Regions from separate parts of the Sus scrofa genome. Here region 1 is linked to region 2. Evidence: chromatin contacts called from public Hi-C data. All regions are on one chromosome and are shown on one strand. Each heading gives the region's core, a stretch centred on a gene start, on an enhancer-like site or on the middle of the called end of the contact. The rest is flanking DNA. Distances are from core to core; before and after follow the strand shown. Region 1 has its middle 9.2 kb from the start of CD8A. Region 2 holds the start of THNSL2 (threonine synthase-like 2).

Evidence for each region. A called contact is a pair of places that touch in the nucleus more often than the background predicts.
Region 1: a contact with region 2 is called in a Hi-C map of retroperitoneal adipose tissue, with 1.6 times the contacts expected there. The contact joins the enhancer-like site here to the promoter of THNSL2 in region 2. A contact is called at or near these places in 1 of 5 promoter capture datasets (liver) and 12 of 47 Hi-C or Micro-C datasets (brain, embryonic fibroblasts, epiblast stem cells and 8 more).

The regions. Positions count from the first base shown.
Region 1 is chr3:58,010,349-58,016,740 of Sscrofa11.1, reverse strand. It overlaps a transcript of CD8A not described here. Among named protein-coding and RNA genes, the nearest start is that of CD8A, 9.2 kb to the left of the region's middle. Within about 2 kb of position 4,225, at least 24 of the 83 cell types and tissues checked have an H3K27ac peak or open chromatin away from gene starts, as enhancers often do. A contact at or near this core is called in liver and retroperitoneal adipose tissue, where this site is marked.
Region 2 is chr3:57,819,481-57,825,655 of Sscrofa11.1, reverse strand. THNSL2 (threonine synthase-like 2) reads left to right here and starts at 4,360. Exons shown (of 11, transcript XM_021087277.1): 1 at 4,360-6,175.

The DNA of each region.
Region 1 (6,392 bases), core at 2,976-5,475, 190 kb before region 2:
CCCTGCTCCGTGGATTAAGGATCCGGCGTTGCTGTAAGTTGTGGTGTAGGCCAGCTGCTGTGGTTCCAATTTGACCCCTAGCCTGGGAACTTCCATATCCTTTGGGTGTGGCCCTGGGGGAAAAAAACCAAAGATCTAATAACTGCTAGCATTTGGTCGTATTTGCTTCAGATGAAGGTGACAGATACAACTGTACCATGTCCAAACACCCTGCCTCCTCCCCTAGAAGCAAAATTTGGGTTTTTGTTTATCAATTATTAAAGAAGGATGTTATGTTCCAACCACAATCCTGGATTTTTCCCTTTCTCCCTTTAACTTTGTCCATTTTTTGCCTTGTGTATTCTAAAGCTTTGTTATTAGGTGTACAAACGTTTAGGATTGTTTGGTCTTCTTGATTGATTGACCTTTTTATCATCACAAAATATCTCTATCTCTGGTGATACTTTTGTTTTGTTTTTTTTTTTTATAATGTAGAAAGGTAGTTATTATTTTATTTTTTTATTTCTAGAAGATTTGATTGAAGTGTAGTTGATTTATAATGTTGTATTAGTTTCATGTGTACAGAAAAGTGATTCAGTTTTACATATACACATATCTATTCTTTTTCAGATTTTGTTCCCATATGAGTTATTATAAAATATTGATACCTTGTCTTGAGGGTTTTTTTTTTCTTTTGGCTGCACCTGTAGCATGTGAAAATTCCCAGGCCAGGGATGGAACCTGTGCAACAGCAGTGACAGTGCTGGATCCTTAACTGGTAAGCCATCAGAGAACTCCAGTAATACCTTATTTTGAAGTCTAGTTTGATATTCATATAGCCACTCTGGCTTTTTTATGTTTTCTGTTTGAATAATATCTTTTTCTATCCTGTTACTTTTGATTTGCCCCTCTCTATTTTAATACCTTCACCATATATGGTATACACGTATTAGCTATATATATTATTTTTGAGAATACTTCAATACAGAGAAATATTATATGTCTGAGTTATGCTGAGACATAAATTTAGTTCATTTTTCTTAAATGTTGTATAATAATAATCTACCTAGTATAATATAATAATAATCTGGTGAATATACCACAGTTCTGTAGTTCTCAAACCAGAGTCTTGATACCTTTGGGGGGACGTGGAGATTGTCCTTAAGGATACACATCATGTTACGAGTTTTTTTTTTTCCCAATCCTCAAACCCCATTGGTCCAGATCTGCCCAAGAACAAATGCCTTTGTCTAGTCTTCACACTGAATTTCCTTCTCCTTTCATAAGTGCTCTTTTCCTGCTCTAGAACAAAATGGCAGCGGAGTTCCCATCATGGCTCAGCAGAAACCCTAACCTCGCTCAATGGGTTAAGGATCTGGCATTGCAGTGAGTTATGGTGTAGTTCACAGATTCAGCTCGGATCCCTCGTTGCTGTGGCTGTGGCATAGGCTAGCAGTTGTAGCTCTGATTTGACCCATGGCCTGGGAACCTCCATATGCTGAGGGTTCGGCCCTAAAACGACAAAAAAAAAAAAAAAAAAAAAAAAAAAAGGAAATACCCCCAAATTTTTCAATGTCCATTCATTTAGAAATTTTCAAAACCATGCGTTTCTCCTGAGAAATGTCCATGAGATGCTGGCAAAGAGGGCATCTGGGAGAAATGCATGAGAAGAGCTTCTCATGGCCTCACCTGGGCCTTACCACTCTACCCCTCTCTCTGGTATTGAGCTGGCATTCAGAAGTGAGACTGTAATTAAGGGATGCATATTAACATGTTTGTTAGGATTGCAAAAGGATTCAGGCTTTTTTTTTTTTTTTTTTTTTTTTTAACAGAAAGTAAGCCTGATTTGCTAATTGGTTTGACACTGAAGCCTTTGCCAATGAGATTAGTTGGCAATTTTTTTTTTCCTTTTTGCCTTTTTTTGCCTTTTTCTAGGGCCGCTCCCACTGCATATGGAGGTTCCCAGGCTAGGGGTCTAATCAGAGCTGTAGCTGCTGGCCTACCCCATAGCCACAGCAACGCCAGATCTAGGCCACGTCTACGTCTTTGACTTACACCACAGCTCACAGCAATGCCAGATCCTTAACCCACTGAGCAAGGGCAGGGATCGAACCCGCAACCTCATGGTTCCTAGTCAGATTCATTAACCACTGAGCCACAAGGGGAACTCCTAGTTGGCAATATTTTTATTTTTCATGAATCAATTGAGGTAAACCTTTAGCTAAAAAGTTCTGATGAAAACAAAATTTAAAGCCTTTTTTTTTTTTTTTTTTTTTTTTTTTGGTTTTGCCCATGGCATACAGAAGTTTCTGGGCCAGGGATAAAACCAGTGCCACAGTGGTGACACAAGCTGTTGCAGTGACAGGACCAGATTCTTAACCTGCTGTGCCACAAGGAAACTACAAAATTTTTTAAAATGAATAAGTGGATTACATAGTCTTTCATACTTGGTGGACGGGAGGGATACAAAAGAAATAAGATTTGATGACAATGCCACTGTTTATTTCTCTAGTCTTTTGTTGATGGACCTTTTGGCTGTTTCTAGTTTTTGTCATTGTAAATGACACTACAGAGGACATCCACGTACATAAATTCCCTAAAGTCCTTTGAGTACAAGATTTTCTCCTAGGGTGTCAACCTGGACGAGGAAAGACCTAAGGAGGATGTTGACCTTGAGGGGAAGGATAACCTGAAGCATCTGTTTCTTTTACCCCCACAGCTGTTGGCAATTTTTTCTCCAAAGCAAGGGTACCTGCTTATACCCACACCGGCTGTGAATGTGGTTCCATTTATACCCACATGCTTTATAATTCTGGGCTTTGCCAGTCTTTTCAGTTCTGCGGATTAAATAGGTGTGAGTTGGTATCTTATTCCTGTTTAAACCTGCATCTCCCTAAACAAGGTTGGGATTGTACATTTTGTCAGATATTGGCCATTCAGCCTTTTCTGAAAAGCACCTACTTGCTTTCTTTCCTTTTTTTTTTTTTTTTTTTTTTTGGTTCTGTTTTGCTTTTTGATTGCGCCTGCAGCATGTGGAAGTTCTCAAATCATGGATCAAACTTGCGCCACTGTAGCAACCTGAGCTACTTTGATGACAACACCAGATCTTTAATCCCCTGCTCGCCACAGTGGGAACTCCTCTTTCCCTTATTTTAGTGTCAACAATGTTTAACTTCCACACACCAGGGGCTGTCCCAGCCTTCCAGAACTCGCATCATTTAAAGTACAAATTTTGTTGGTGCTTAAAGAACTTGATTTCTTTCCAATTAGTTATTCATTACTAATTTCAAAAACCAAAGGAGGCTTCGGCTCTGTCCATTCACAGATTGTCCTGATCCAACAGTATTCATAGTTAAGGCTCTGCCAAAAAAAATTGGGGAAGCAAAATAAACTATCAAAAGTCTCCTCTCTTTCCCCTCCCCCTCTTCTGCCTCCCCCTCTTTCTTCTTTTTTGGTGAGACAATTTGTTGTCTTGTCTTGGAAACAGTTTATGCAAAATAGAAACTTTGAAAAGTCAGTGGAAATTTTTCTTTTGACACAGGTACTTAATTCTTTTATTTGGGTGCTGATGGAGCATATATGAAGTAATCTCAATTGGCCCATAATGCTTTTCAGCTCACATTTTACAAACTATGACTTGGCCAGTGGGCAGACCCGCATTCCCCACCCTCCCTCCCCTCCCCCCCCCAACTTTCCGAGGGGATCTGAATTGTTCTCTTTGGTTACCTGCTGGGGTGAGCTGTGGAAGCTGAGGACAGCAACAATGGAAACATCGCAAGAGCAGAGAGTGACTGTTTCCACAGCTAACCACCAGAACCCGAGGGCGGGCCTCAAAGCCTCCAACCCCCGGTAGACGGTACCCACTTTATAGCAGTGTTTTCCTCTGGGAAGAGGAGGAGGAGGGAGGTGTGCACCTGGACAGAGGAAGGGAGAAAAGGCCAAGCTAGGGATGGAAAGAAAAGAAGATGAGGGAAGCCAAAGGCTTTTCCCATCCTTTCTCTAGAACAAATCCTCTAACTCCTTCTGCCGCTCCTCCCCCTCCTTTGATGGAGGCGGAATGAAAAGGGTTGGAGGATTTCTCAAGATGGTTTGCACCTTCTCAGTTAAACCAGAAGAAATGAGCTGCTTCCTCCACACCCCAGACACTGGGATAAACTGCCCTTCAGGAATATGTCTGATATGCTTAGAGCCAGAGGCATGAAAGAGGATCTCACCCCCGCCCCGCCCCGTCCCGTCCCAGTCCCCAATCATTTTACTTGGACCGTAGAGACGCCCCCCACCTCCCCACAAACGTGGTTGTGCAGTGGAGAGGAGCTACAGGGGGAGGGGGGTGTCACTAGGGTTTGCAGCTGCTGTCAAGCTTCTTGGTCTGCTGCCGTCCTGGGCACGGATGCCTGCTCAGCAACGCGGACAGACAAGGGAACACGTGATACCGCAATGAGGGTGCCAGGATGTGGTGGGTGCAGCCACGGACAGGCGCAGAGGAGACCAGCCTCCTGCCAGCCAGTGGGGGTTGGGTGGGGGCGGGAGGGGGGTGGGGCGACCAGGGCGACTAGAGCCGGCTGTGCCTAGACTCAGTCTTTCTGGAGGCGAAGACGCAGGAGTGGTGGGAGCCAGGCTGTTGGATGGGGAGCCTGGCTGAAGGCAGATAGCCAGACAGCGTGGCAAAGACAGGATGGCCAGAAGCCGCTCCGTGTGTCTGGGGAAGACAGCACCCAGCAGGGCTGTTGAGGCAGAGATGATGCTGGAAACGAGGTGGGACCCCGTTCACGAGCTCCCTTCCCTCGCAGTCACTCGATCTGTACAGTTCTCTGGGCCAGACTTGGAAGAGGTCTAAAATACCATGCCGGTGGATCCAAAGCCTGAATTCGAGCCCACCATTTCTCACAGGAATTTTCTGGGTACAGCCAGCCCCGATCACAGGCAGTCAGCACATTTCCCACTCTTCACCCTAAAAAAACAGTAGCTCCAAACGAGGGGCAAGTCCTGGATTTATGCAGCTACCTATGTGAGAGCTCAGCGCGCAACACAGGGGCAGAAACTGGGAACCCATGGTGGGTGTGCAGGACCATTTGGGGTGGGGTGGGGTGGGGTGAAGGAAGGAGAGATGGTTGGGCCTGGTTGGGGAAAAAAGAGGGATCCGGACCTGGAAGTGAGCTCAGAGAAGATCCAGTCCAACACATTTACTTCACAGGGAAAGAAAATCGGAGGCCCAAGAAGGGTGCTTATCTTACTGGAAGTAACTCCGGAGGTAGGTGGGGACTGAGACTTAAATCGAATCCAACAGCAGGGGGCAATGTTGTTCTAGCTTTGGCCTCTTTGGGGCCAGGGGGTGGGGTGGGTAGGAAGCAATTCTGAATTCAGTCCGCGCCCTCGCCCAGCCGGCATGCAAAACTGAAGCTGGTGCTCCTTCCCTCTCAGCCAGCCGTCCACCTGCGCTCTTCAACGACTCCACCTAGCTCTTCCCTGGCTGTGGCTTTGGGCCTCGGCTTTCTCAGGATCCCCATCCCGACTCGCGACTCCCCAGAGTCCTATTCCAGGCCCCTAGAACTCCTCTTTTCTTTGGCGACCAAGGATGTAGGGGGATGGAGTGGAGGAGAATGGAGGGCAGGATTTGCATTTGACAGGGGACCAAAAGACTGGTTAAAGATGAAATTTCAGGTCCCAGAAAGGGCCAGGAGATGTCTCAGTTAGACCCCTAACCTCCCCCAGTTCCTCAATCTCTACCAATTTGTCCTAAGCCCTCTGTGCAATGCATCTTCGGTAGAAATAGAATGTCAACCCTTTCATGGTGGGTACCAGTCCCCAGTTTGAGAACCTCTCTTCTTTGGGCCAGGCTGTGCGTTCTCCCAACTTTTCTTCCCTCAAAGGAAAATGAAAAGGGATGGGACTGGAGATCCTGGGCCCGGAGCTAACCCGGTCTCAGTCTGATGGGCCCCGGGAGCGGAGGGCAGGCAGGCGGGGTCCTCCGCTCGCTCATCCAGACCTGCAGCCCCTAGAGGGGGCCCTGGGCCCAGGGGGAAGGGGGAGACGAGCACCAAGCAGGAAGTGCACGGGGGTCGGGGGTCTTGGGAGGTCCTGGGTGCAGATGCAGCGGCCCGCCCCTGGTCTCCGCGGAGGTCGCTGTGTAGAGAAAGGTCCCGGCAGAGGTTTGGCCTCGGACCGGCGGGTCTGGGAGAAGGGAAAGCCTGGGACTGAGGTGGGAGGTTCCAGGCGATAGGACTTCTCTGAAGTTCCCTTTTCCCATTCACCGATTTCATTCTGCTCTTGGTTTTAGTTTTCCCGGAAGGCCCAGCCCTTCACTGACCCTGGGGTGCTCAGAACCAGAGCCCCTTGGTCAAAACGTGTCTGCCCTGCTGTCAGCCACTAGCAAGTAAGTAGGCCTAGGCAGTTTCTTCTGGGATGATGTGAAT
Region 2 (6,175 bases), core at 3,111-5,610:
GAAAATAAAATAAAAGCAGTTTTTAATCTTCTAAAAATGAAATATTGTTCCAGTGTAGAAATTTCAGAGACTCCCACCTTCCACTGCTCCTGTCTGACACTCAGAATTCTGTCTCCCTTAGTGGGCCATGAAGAAACTTCTTTTCTGTAACTGCACTGTTCTAAATGTCCTAGGCAGGGATTCTCATTTAAATTTCTTATTCCATGGAGTTCCTGTCATGGCGCAGTGGTTAACGAACCCGACTAGGAACCATGAGGTTGCGGGTTTGATCCCTGGCCTTGCTCAGTGGGTTAAGGATCCAGCGTTGCCGTGAGCTATGGTGCAGGTTGCAGACGCAGCTCGGATCCAGCATTGCTGTGGCTCTGGTGTAGGCCAGGGGCTACAGCTCCGATTAGACCCCTAGCCTGGGAACCTCCATATGCTGCGGGAGCGGCCCAAGAAATGGCAAAAAGACAAAAAAAAAAAAAAAAAAAAAAAAATCTCTTATTCCCTGAGCCTTTTGCCCTCTCTGCAAGGGAGTCAAGTTACAATTCACAGTAGAGCATCTAGCCTCCCCTCCTGCTCACAGAATCATGAGGAAGCCCTGCAGGCCCCTGTGAGTCTGACAAGTACTCCGTGGAAGGTACTCTTGTCTGGTGATGGGTATTGGGATGCCATCTTGGTTGGTTATGACTGTCGTAACAAATGCTGTGGCATCTTACAGCATTTTTGCCCTGGGTCTCTGTCTCCCTGGCCTCTGAGTGATTAAGGTATACTTCATGCAGGGGGTGTGAACTCTTTTTGTGTGGGGGGGTGCTGCCTGGCCTCTATCCCTCTTTGGGCATGGTCCCCTGGCCTCCGTGTGAATTCCATAACAACAATCCCTAAGTTGAACAGTGATCAGTCAGCCTTTCTCTTTCAAGAATTTAAAACCTACTCAGGCTAGAGTCAGTCAATGGCAGGTGCCTGGTACCCGCATGGTATAGATATGCTAAACGGGCACCGTGTGTAGGCCAACGTTTGGAGGGCAGGTAACTTGAGTAAGCATAGGCCACAGGTTTAGGAGCATGTCATAATTACGAGGAATAAGGGAGAAGAACGTGGCAACATCCCAGGGCAGCCATCCCTGGGCTCCATCCCCAAGTGGCCCAGAGGCACCTGCTGCAGTGAACAGAGAGGCAAGTCTCAACCTGAGCTGGCATGTGAGCCTTCCATCTCCTCAAGTTTCGCCATCTAAGTGGGTCTGGTCCCAGGAGCACAAACGTGAAACCAGGGGGCATTTGACTATATCCAGAGGCCATTTTCTCAAGTGTCTTGCTTTTTTTTTTTTTTTTTTTTTTTTTCCTTTAAATAAATTGGGGGAGTTCCTGTCGTGGCTCGGTGGTTAACAAATCCGACTAGGAACCATGAGGTTGTGGGTTCGATCCCTGGCCTTGTTCAGTGGGTTAAGGATCTGGCATTGCCGTGAGCTGTGATGTAGGTTGCAGACGCGGCTCCGATCCCGTGTTGCTGTGGCTCTGGCGTAGACCGGCGGCTACAGCTCCGATTAGACCCCTAGTCTGGGAACCTCCATATGCCGTGGGAGGAACCCAAGAAATGGCAAAAAGACAAAAAAAATAATAATAATAATAATAATAAAATAAAAAATAAATTGGGAAGGCATTTTACCCTAGAATCTATGCTTGATTTAAAATGGTTTCCTACAAGGAGTTCCCCTCGTGGCTCAATGGAAACGAAACTGACTAGCATCCATGAACACGCAGGTTGGATCCCTGGTCTTACTTAGTGGGTTGAGGATCCGGGGTTGCTGTGGCTGTGGTGTAGACCAGCAGCTGAGGCTCTGATTCTACCCCTAGCCTGAGAGCCTCCATATGCCGCGGGTGCTGCCCTAAAAAGACAATAAATAAATAAACTTAAAAAAAGGTTTCCTACAAAAAATTGGGGAACTAAAACGATGTCAGGTATCCTCATGGATCCTGAATCCGCTGACACACTAGCCCTAGGTTGAGAAACAAAGAGTTTGTCAGCCTTCTGGTTTTGCAGGTGGGAAGCATGAAGCCTTTCTTCTCATCTTGCGCTCATTTTTCCCATGTGCAAAATGCAGTGAAGTGGTACTTCCAGGGCTGCAGTAAAGATTAAGACTGTGAATAAAGCGCTGGGCAAAGGGTCTTAAAACATGCCAAGTGAGGAATAAATGATTTCCCTCTCATTATCATTTCCTTTCGCCCCTCCCTTCTTCCCAAGCCGCTTTCTTCCGCCCTCCGCCTCGGTGCGGGGCGGCCCTGCTCCTCCAACCGGAAGCCTGGACGCTGCCGGGAGCGTCCTGCGCTCCGGCCCGAGCGGGGCGGTCCCGCCGCGCTCTATCCGCCTCCCAGGCCGCGCCTCGCCGTCCCCAGAGCCTGGGACCCGGTAACCGCGCCCATTCCCAGCCCCGCAGACCTCCTACCCTGCTGCCCAGCCAGCCGATTCCGGGAAGGGGGTTGGGGTTCCCCAGCGGTCGAACCTCCTGCGGGCGCGCGCCTGCCCCGAGTCCCCTCCCAGGTCCCCTCTCGGCGATCGCGTCGCCCTCCCCGCGCTCGTAGTTAGACTTCAGGGCTCTGGAACTTCTCGCGATTTCGCTCCACCCTGACTTCAGCGTGGCCGAGTCGGCCTCCCTGCCCTCTAGTTTGCTTCGACCTCTAGTTTGGCCGCTGCGACGTGGAGGAGCCTGGGAGGGTTGGGGGTTTCGGATGCTTTGCACCTTTTGCAGGATCTCTGCTGTTCTCTCAGGGCCCCGCGCTGAGAAGTCTGCGGGCGTTTTTTGAGGCTGGGAGTAAGGCCTTGTCCCGCAGATCTTGCCTAAGGCCAGGCCAACCGGAGGACCAGTGCCCAGTGACCTTAGGCCGGACTCCGAGGGCCTGCCGGGCTTCCACCCTAGGGGCGCAGTCTGCAGTCAGTGATCAGTCCAACCCACCTTGGGGGTTTAAGCCTCCGCCCTGCCTCCACCCCTGCTCAGAAAAATCACCTCCTCAAGGAGCCCTTCCTGAAATGTGCCCCTGCCTTGGGGTGGTGTCTCTTTTCCCTTGTTTTTTTCTCTAGGTTTAGTGGTCAGAGTTTTTTGGATCCTGCTCCACTCTGGAACAGGGTCCAGTGGAGTGGCATGGGAAAATTATAAAACCTCCTTCAACAGAGGCCACTTAGTCCCACCCCATGCAGCACTCCAACCAGGGTGCTTGATTTTCTTCCTCGGCTTCACCCCATCCTGTTGTTATCTGGGTTCTCGGCTGACCTTAGTCAATAGAAATGAGAGGCCAGGCCAGAAACTCAGGCAAGGCTGTATGGGGCCCCTGCTGCTGCGCATGGAGCAAAAAGCAAGCAACAGGTTTCCCCGAGGAAGGGCGGGAGCTGATTCCTTGTATGGGGCTTGGATAGAGGCAGGTCCAGGAGTCCAGCCACAGGGGTGGTTTGGGTGGGATTGTGTGCAGGGGACATGCCTGCTTTTGCCCCAACACCCTGCCTTTGCTCTGGGCTTTTCAGAAATGGCAGCTGGGTTTTTAGGGGGGTTTTTTTGTATCTTTTTGCCGGTAATTTGATCCAACTGCTGGCAGGTACAGTTACTTTCAGTCCCTTATAGTTTCTTTGTATTTTGTTGTTCCAGGAGATGTTTGACCAGGTGCAAAAGCACTGTAGCAAAGGGTCCCAGGTCCCAGGTCCCAGCTTGTGTCACTGGGGCAGCTGCTTCTACTTCTGGCTTCTCTATTTGGTTTACCTAACACTGAACCCAGCAGTGTATGTCACGTAGTTTTTCCCATTCTGGCTCCTTGGGGTCCTTGGACAGAACAGGGGCTACCATTCCTGGGGAAGACAGCCACCTGTGTGTTGGTCAGTCCAGTTCTTTCTGTGATGGTTGCAGAGCCTGGTGTCAGGCCCTCTCTTTTGTTCCTGGGCCAGTTTATCCACCTCCTCCTTGGCGTGGGGAGGAGCCCAGAACAGAGCCCAGTGCCCCAGGTGTGATGTGATCCACTGTCCCCCCACTCCTCAGGGCAGAGAGTTCTGCAGATGTTTTCTTTGGCTCTTGCTCAGAGCCCTGCCTGCCTTTGCTCCTGCCCTCATGTCCGACTCAACTTCTTTGACAACACAATTGTCTTCTTTCCTTTGGTCTGGCTGCAGAGGTGGCCCGGCAGGATCGCCCCCTGGTTACTCCAAGGTCTTGGGCAGTTCATATTGGCTCTGACCCTTGCCACAGAGTTACAGAGAGCCCTCTCTTGGAGTTCCCCTCGTGGCACAGCAGAAACCAGTCTGACTAGGAACCATGAGGTTGTGGGTTCAATCCCTGGCCTCGATCAATGGGTTAAGGATCCAGCATTGCTGTGAGCTGTGGTGTAGGTCGCAGACTCGGCTCGGATCTGGCGTGGCTGTGGTATAGTCCAGCAGCTGTAGCTTCTGATTCGACCCCTAGCCTGGGAACCTCCATATGTCGAGGGTGCGTCCCTAAAAGGAAAGATAGTCCTCCCTTTGTTGAAGGCACTGCTAGCCCCCTGCCCTCCTGCCTTGGTTCTGTTTTGGGCTTTCCTTGCTTACTCCCTGCAGTTGGCTTGGGAGTTACCCTGATTCCATTTCTGTGGTGTGGACCCCTATGCAAGGTGATATTTCCAATTTGGCCTGAGACAGTTCTGGTTTATCCCCATTGTCCCAGTATGTGTGTGTGTGTGTACATACATACATACATATACATATACATACATACACACATACATATATGTGTGTGTATATATATATGTGTGTGTGTGTGTGTGTGTATGCCACAGGTGTGGCATATGTGAGTTCCCAGGCTAGGGGTCGAATCAGAGCTGCAGTTTCCGGCCTATACCACAGCCACAGCAATGCCAGATCTGAGCAGCATCTGCAACCTACACCACAGCTCATGGCAATGCTGGATCCTTAACCCACTGAGTGGGGCCAGAGATGGAACCTGCATCCTCATGGATCCTAGCTGGGTTTGTTACCACTGAGCCAAAATGAGAATTCCCCAGCATAATTATTAATAATATCTACTTTCACTTTCCAAAGATCCATGGTATGGACAATTCAACTTGTCTCTGTAAGCTAAATGCACTTGTAGGCTTGGGAGTGGCAAGTGGCTCATGTGGATTTGCACTGGGCTCAGAGGCATCAGATCCGCAGTCTAGGAAACCAGAGTTCTTCCAGGTCACTGCCACATAGTCACTTCCCTTTCTCATAGGTGGAAGGCTTCAGGTGGCTTTGTCCCCAGAGAGCAGGGGTTCCCTGCTGGCCCTGGCACAGAAATGAGTCCAAGCTGGTGCTGAGAGCTATGTCTAGCCAGATTCATCCCCAGAAGTGCTATGGGGATTTATAATCAGAATTCACAAGAATTCCCATCGTGGCTCAGTGGAAATGAACCCGACTAGCATCCATGAAGATGGAGGTTCAATCCCTGGCCTCATTTAGTGGGTTAAGGATCCAGCATTGACCTGAGCTGTGGTGTAGGTCACAGACGCAGCTCAATCCCTCATTGCTGTGGCTGTGGTTTAGACTGGCAACTGTCGCTCCAATTCAACCCCTAGCCTGGACCTCCATATGCTGCAGGTGCAGCCCTAAAAAGACAAAAAAAGAAAAGAAAGAATTCACAGCCATGATCCAGAGCTCAACCCAGCTCCTCAGCACGGCCCTTGGCTCCTGGGAACCTAACCGATGAAATGCGTGACCAGAGTTATGCCTGAGGTGCCCTTGGACCCCATCTCCCTCCATGCTAATCAGAATTCTGAGTCCACATGGGGCCAGTTAGCTATGGCCAGATTAATAGTACTGCATCAGCCATTGAACTATTCTTCTCATGTTACGCTGAGACATAGGGCACCATTTTTTTCTTAACTCAATGAATTTTATTACATTTAAAGTTGTACAATGATCATCACAACCCAATAGGGCACTGGTTTTCAACTGGGATGACCAACTATACTAGTTTGCCTGGGACTGAGTGGTTTCCTGGGACTGGGGACTTTAAGGGTTTTCTTCTTCTTCTTTTTGGCCGCACCCAAGGCATATGAAATTTCCCAGGGCAGGGACTGAATCTGAGCTGCAGCTGAGACCTACAACACGCTGCAGTAATGCCAATCCACAGCACTGGGCTGGGGATCAAACCAGAGACTTGAGATCCTTAACCCACTATGTCATAGTAGGAACTCTCTCTGGGGAC